Linked DNA regions of Columba livia: region 1 is linked to region 2. A link is a contact called in public Hi-C data. All regions are on one chromosome and are shown on one strand. Each heading gives the region's core, a stretch centred on a gene start, on an enhancer-like site or on the middle of the called end of the contact. The rest is flanking DNA. Distances are from core to core; before and after follow the strand shown. Region 1 overlaps IQSEC1 (IQ motif and Sec7 domain ArfGEF 1). Region 2 overlaps CFAP92 (cilia and flagella associated protein 92 (putative)).

Region 1 (2,700 bases), core at 76-2,575, 200 kb before region 2:
GTCCGGCCTTCTGTTCTCTGCTGCTTGCTGATCTTTCGTGACTCGGTGCTGCTGCCGTTGGGTTTCCACCCTGGAACACACAGATGTTCATTTACTGACCCTGAACAGAGGCTTTGGAGCCTTTCTTGGGGGTGGGAGGGACTCGGAGTGAGTTATCTCTGTTTTTCACACCAGAATGTGTACATGGTCAGAAGGAAACAGTATCTGTACAGCTAATATGTTTTAGTTTGCATAGTAAGTGTATAGCAAACATCTGGGTACTCATTAAAGAATGCTTCATTAAATAAAGGTGCTAATAAGGGTGGGAGGTCTCCAAGATCCTGCTCAGTACGGCTGCTTCATGCTCAGCTAACAGCTTGATCTGCAATTAATGTTTTACCTTAGTCATTGCTATAAAATATGGGTGTTGCTGTTTTCCCGTTAGAGCTGGGGCTAAGTTATTAGAAAATCTGAAAATAACTACCTGTATTTACTAAACCAGCTGAGCAGCTGAAATTTCAAATAACCAAAGCCCATTTCTTCCTACAGTTACGTTTATTTCCATATTCAAGGGAAAAATTGTACACAAAGTATTATTAATGAAAAATATGTCCCTTGCTAACTTCAAGTGTTTCAAAGCAAATGCTTTTGTTTCCACACCCATTAGAGTTCTTTGGGTTTGTTTTTTAGTTGTTATTTGTACTCTCTTTGACCTTTAGTGATTTTTGGTTGATGCATTTGTAGGAAAATGCAGATAATCAACACAATTTATGATCCATTTATGTAAGCATTCTTTTTTTCTGAGTAAATTATGCCACATCACGTTCCCCTCTGCGTTTTTTCTTTCCTAGCCAATCACTGGAGCATTGCACACCTGAAAATCAGGTAGAATTGCAATCTATCTTGCTCTTTCCCTCAATTAAATTCATCTTTATGGAGAATTCACTTAGTTGTAATTGATATTTTATAACAAGATTTTGCCAGGGGCTGGTGTAGCGCAGATAATTAATCTCAGTCAGGAAATGTTGCTCAAATAATTTTCTTTGGTAATCCCACAAGCAGCATTATGAACCAGGTGACACGTGACAGTGCGGGGAACGGGCAGGCAGCCCACAGCTCCGGCTCTGCCGTGCAGCAGATGTTTCTGACAAACAAGTTTGTTTGCAGCTCGGTCACGAGGTGTGTGATTCAAGCCATTTTGCTCGCCGTTGTTCTTTGTTAGCGGGCAAGCTCTCAGCTGCCTGCGGAAGCCTCCAGATTGCTCCTGGGGCTCTGGGGTTCAGCGTGAAATCGAGGTGCTCTCCACCGCCATTCAGCAATTCTGGAGCCTGCAGAGACATGTCTTCTGCTTTATTATTGAAGGCTCTTTTAAAAATGTATTTTCTTCTTGATTTTGGGAAGCTTAATGAAAATGTTTCTTTTTGCCACCACATGAACAGTAGTAGCTCTCCCTGCAAATTGCTTAGTTAACTTTAGTGCTTCAAGACAAGAAAATAGCCACTGCTTTATAAAATAAAACCGAAAATGACTAATAGGCATCGTCAACTCATTTAACATTTTGCATCAAAGACTTAATGATGATCAAAGAGCCAACAAGGGAAACAGAGCTGTAGGTGTGTAAGTGGAGCAGCAGGAACCCTATCGCTTCATTGCAGAGGAGGCAAAATGAATCCTGAGCTTTGCTTTCATGTTTCATTAGGTGCTTGTCACAGCCACAAAACCTAGGCCAGCTTGAGGAAGTCCCTCGTTGGCTTAGCCATGAGAATGGAGAAATCTGGGAGGCAATTTTCATTAGTCTTCATGTAAGATGCTTTATCTGTCCGAACCTGGAGTGGTACAAGACGCAGCAGTGGAGGCTGCAGTGTAGACGAAGTGCTGCCAGCTCTAGCCAGATGTGCAAGTGTCTGCCAGTTGTTTGTTTCAGTGAATTCTCTGGTACTGAAAAGTTAAATGCTATAATAGTCTTTGGGTAATAAGTGTGAAATTGAAGAATGGGGAAGATTCATTTAAAGCTTACCCGCTTTAGGTACTTTGACAATTTCTTTCCATGTTTTGTGTTTTGAGGGCTTTTCTAAAACCATTTCACAGCATCGTGTGTGTATATACAGATGCAGACAGATATACAGCAGTCTCCCAAGTATGGCTGTTCTCCAGATACAGCTCTACCCAGATGGCACTCAGAACCTTTGGCCCTCTCAGACGCATCTGGCACTGCACGGTCTGATTTCTTGGTTTGCATTGACGCTGTACTAGCTCCCGTGGGTACAGAAGTACCCCGAACTGCCCTGCTGGAAGCACTGTTTGGAACTTAGAATGGATATGGCAATCACTTTTGAACTCTGAAGTTATGTAAAGCATGTGGTCATCTTATTGTGATTTCAACTGGCTCCTTTTGTTATGGAAAGTCAGGGTAGTGAAAATTCTTATTACAGTAAATTTGATTTTTATTTATTCTATATAAATGTATGCATGCATATGTATATTCGCACACAAATATACAAAATATATATTTTAAAAATATGGAACTTATACACTCTGGTGTTCGCATACCCCCTAAAGTTTCTAACTGTTGGACAAGAGCCACTGCGGATGGGGCCAGTGCAGAGCCCTGCGCCGTGGTCCTGTGTCTGCCCGGCTGGAACCCGGCGCCCATGCGGGATCCCTTTGGCACTGTCTCAGATTCTCAGGTATGTTTACAATGCCTCTCAATTCACTCAGCAC
Region 2 (2,700 bases), core at 199-2,698:
CCTTGAGGCAACAGACAGGGTAGATGGATGCTGGTAACAAGTCAGAAGGGGATCTAAAATTCTTCACCACTCCCTTAAAGCTCAGCCCAGCTCTGTCTGCAACTGCTGGTTTTATTTAGCCAAGAATAAATGCCATTCTGGTTGCCTAAAGGCAGGCAGGTCTTTCACATGGCAAGAGAAGAAAGCGCAATTTTCACATGAGCTTAATTGGCTTGGTCCCCTGCGAGCGTCTGAAGCCTGGATGACTTGCTAAGGCACAATGGGGCAGCTCTGGAGAAGAAGGAGACAAAGAAAAATAGGAACCAAACTCAAAAAGAACTTACAAGTCCTTCAAATAATCAGTTTCCTTACCACTCGTAGAGTGTCTCGTCTGTGAGCGCTAGAATTGTTTTCCCCTTTGAGAAGCAATTACATTTGCAATTCCACTTCTGCAAAATAAAATTACCCTGCACCTTTTTACAATGTTTCCTCAATACCTACAAATGCCTTATGATAAGTTTTTAAGTCACTGTTTCAGGAGAAGGAGGAGATGTTGACTTCGGACATGAAGTTTTGCAGCTATCAGGCTTGCCTCTTGCATATCGTAATCTACTCACCCTACGGCTTCTCTCAAAAGATGTTTTCCTTGCTATTTCTTCCTTCCGCTGCACACACTTTTCATTGTCGTTATCTAATGAAACACATACTGCCTGTTTCACTCCTCTAACTTTTCCTGGTACTGCATAATCATCAGAGGAAAGCGAGAGCGAAGGAGGTTTCTGAGGGAAGAGATCCTCATCAGCGAGGGGAACTCCGTACTTGGCACTCAAGGCTGTGACCATCTCTGCTGAGGGCAGCAGATCCCCGCAAATTACATCCCTCAACCTCTTACTCTGACAGAGGTAACTGAGCCTACAAATAGACATCGACAAATTATTAGTTTACAAAATCACTACAGTTCATGTTACTGCGGAAAAACTATACAACCTTATTGAAACGTCTATTCATTGAGAAGTTCAGGTCAGTTCACGTAGGCTGGAATTTATCGGCAATAAAGAAGGTCAGCAGTTTAATAAACCTACTAGGAATATTCCAGGAAAGCTTCCGGCACCAGATTTAGCTGCAAGTTAACGATTAGTTGCTGTGTTTCTCTCGCCTCTGGCTGCAAAGGCAGTAAAGCAAGCTCCCTTCATGCACCTCATTCTAGCATATGACCCATAGTTTTGTTGAACACCCCGTAAAATCCATCCTGCCTTACTTCTGTTTTACTTCTTGTTGTGATCAAATGTCATTCCGTACGCTGTTCATGACAACGCTTAACTCACATCTGATTTCATTCACTAAGTCTGGCCTGCAAAGCCTGGCGTACACACAAAAGCGGTTCTAAAAATTTGACGGCAATTGAACACCGTACGCACAGTTTGTATCCACGCACTGAAATTCAGTTCTCAGTCTCTCTGGCTCAGGCCACAGCAGAGGCCACAAAATAGTGACTTACCTAACAGCCACACATAGTATTACAATTCCTTGCTAAACCTGGAAGTTTAACTCATTTATCACATAACTGTTCTTTATTTGGAGAGAGTAACTTTAAAAAGTACTGTAAAAGATTCAAATGTAAAATTACTGCAACAACTACCTCTTCTTACCATTAGTTCTGAACAACACACACAACTGAATAACATTAATTTCAAAGTCGCACCAGCTTTAATGACACAAATTGAGTTTATATCGGTACATTAAAAATTAAATTGGCCATTGTGCATATGCATCACGTGCATTAGTTTTTTTACAGTTCAAATTAATTTTCTGGCTAATTCCAGCAGGAGGAAATACATCAGGAAACTGCGGTTTCTGTTGTGCGCACATTAAACCAGTGCCTGACTACAGCAAACAGAAAACCAATAAAACTGGAGTTCTATGAGTTAGCGGCTGCTCTTGAACGCAGTTCACAGCCTGTTCCCTCCAGTGAAGAACATATTTCTATTTCTCTGCATAATCGCAGGCCCAGCAGAATGAGGTTGCGGCAAAAAGGACTGAGACCCAGCGCCGGCAGATGCGACTCAGCCCTCCATGCCTACCAAGTATCTAAAATACGCTGTATTATGTTATTTTCTACCTCAAATATTGCCAGCACATAGCTAAAGGAAGAAAAGTATTCACCAACCACTGTTGAAGAAAAAAATAAAAAGACAAGAAAGACTTTTAAGGACATCACAGTGCTGGCGAGCAGTCGCATTCATATTGTGTTCTTCTCCTCACCATCTCACAGAGCAAACGTGAAACAAATTACAGATGTGTGAAGAGGTAACCAAGTCAGATGCAGACCATTAGAACGAAGATACTGAAGTAAGTGTAAAGGCCTGGCTCTTCATCAGCTTAATGAAGGTTCATTAGTCACCGACAAATAAACAGTTCTTGAACTTGGCTGGGTCAGCCAGCAAGGGGCAACAGGTATCGTACACCAGAGTGCAAGATCGGAGCTCTGCTACATTCATTTGTCAGCAACTGCCTTGACATGTGCAAAATAAAACTTGTAGTAGATGGGTAATCTATATGTAATACGTATTATTGAATATGTTTCACCAACAAGCAAGCATGTGGGAGGGTGAGGGGGAAGGCTGCTATGAGACTACATATATATTATTGCGCATTAGCACAAATTGTTTATGAAATCAGACTGATTTTTAGGAGACATTCACTCTTTTTTGTTTCAGGACT

What was found. Hi-C and Micro-C count contacts between places; a contact is called where the count stands out from the background.
Region 1: a Hi-C map of crop shows a contact between it and region 2, with 2.0 times the contacts expected there. The contact joins two enhancer-like sites. A contact is called at or near these places in 2 of 2 Hi-C or Micro-C datasets (crop and liver).

The regions. Positions count from the first base shown.
Region 1 is chr10:1,924,801-1,927,500 of bColLiv1.pat.W.v2, reverse strand. The region is part of intron 3 of IQSEC1 (IQ motif and Sec7 domain ArfGEF 1); the gene reads left to right. LOC135580434 (a long non-coding RNA gene) reads left to right here. Exons shown (of 2, transcript XR_010474983.1): 2 at 1-2,700. Among named protein-coding and RNA genes, the nearest start is that of IQSEC1, 160 kb to the left of the region's middle. Within about 2 kb of position 1,325, at least 1 of the 3 cell types and tissues checked has an H3K27ac peak away from gene starts, as active enhancers do.
Region 2 is chr10:1,721,034-1,723,733 of bColLiv1.pat.W.v2, reverse strand. It overlaps CFAP92 (cilia and flagella associated protein 92 (putative)), which reads right to left. Exons shown (of 20, transcript XM_065074876.1): 14 at 597-891. Among named protein-coding and RNA genes, the nearest start is that of CFAP92, 30 kb to the right of the region's middle. Within about 2 kb of position 1,448, at least 1 of the 3 cell types and tissues checked has an H3K27ac peak away from gene starts, as active enhancers do.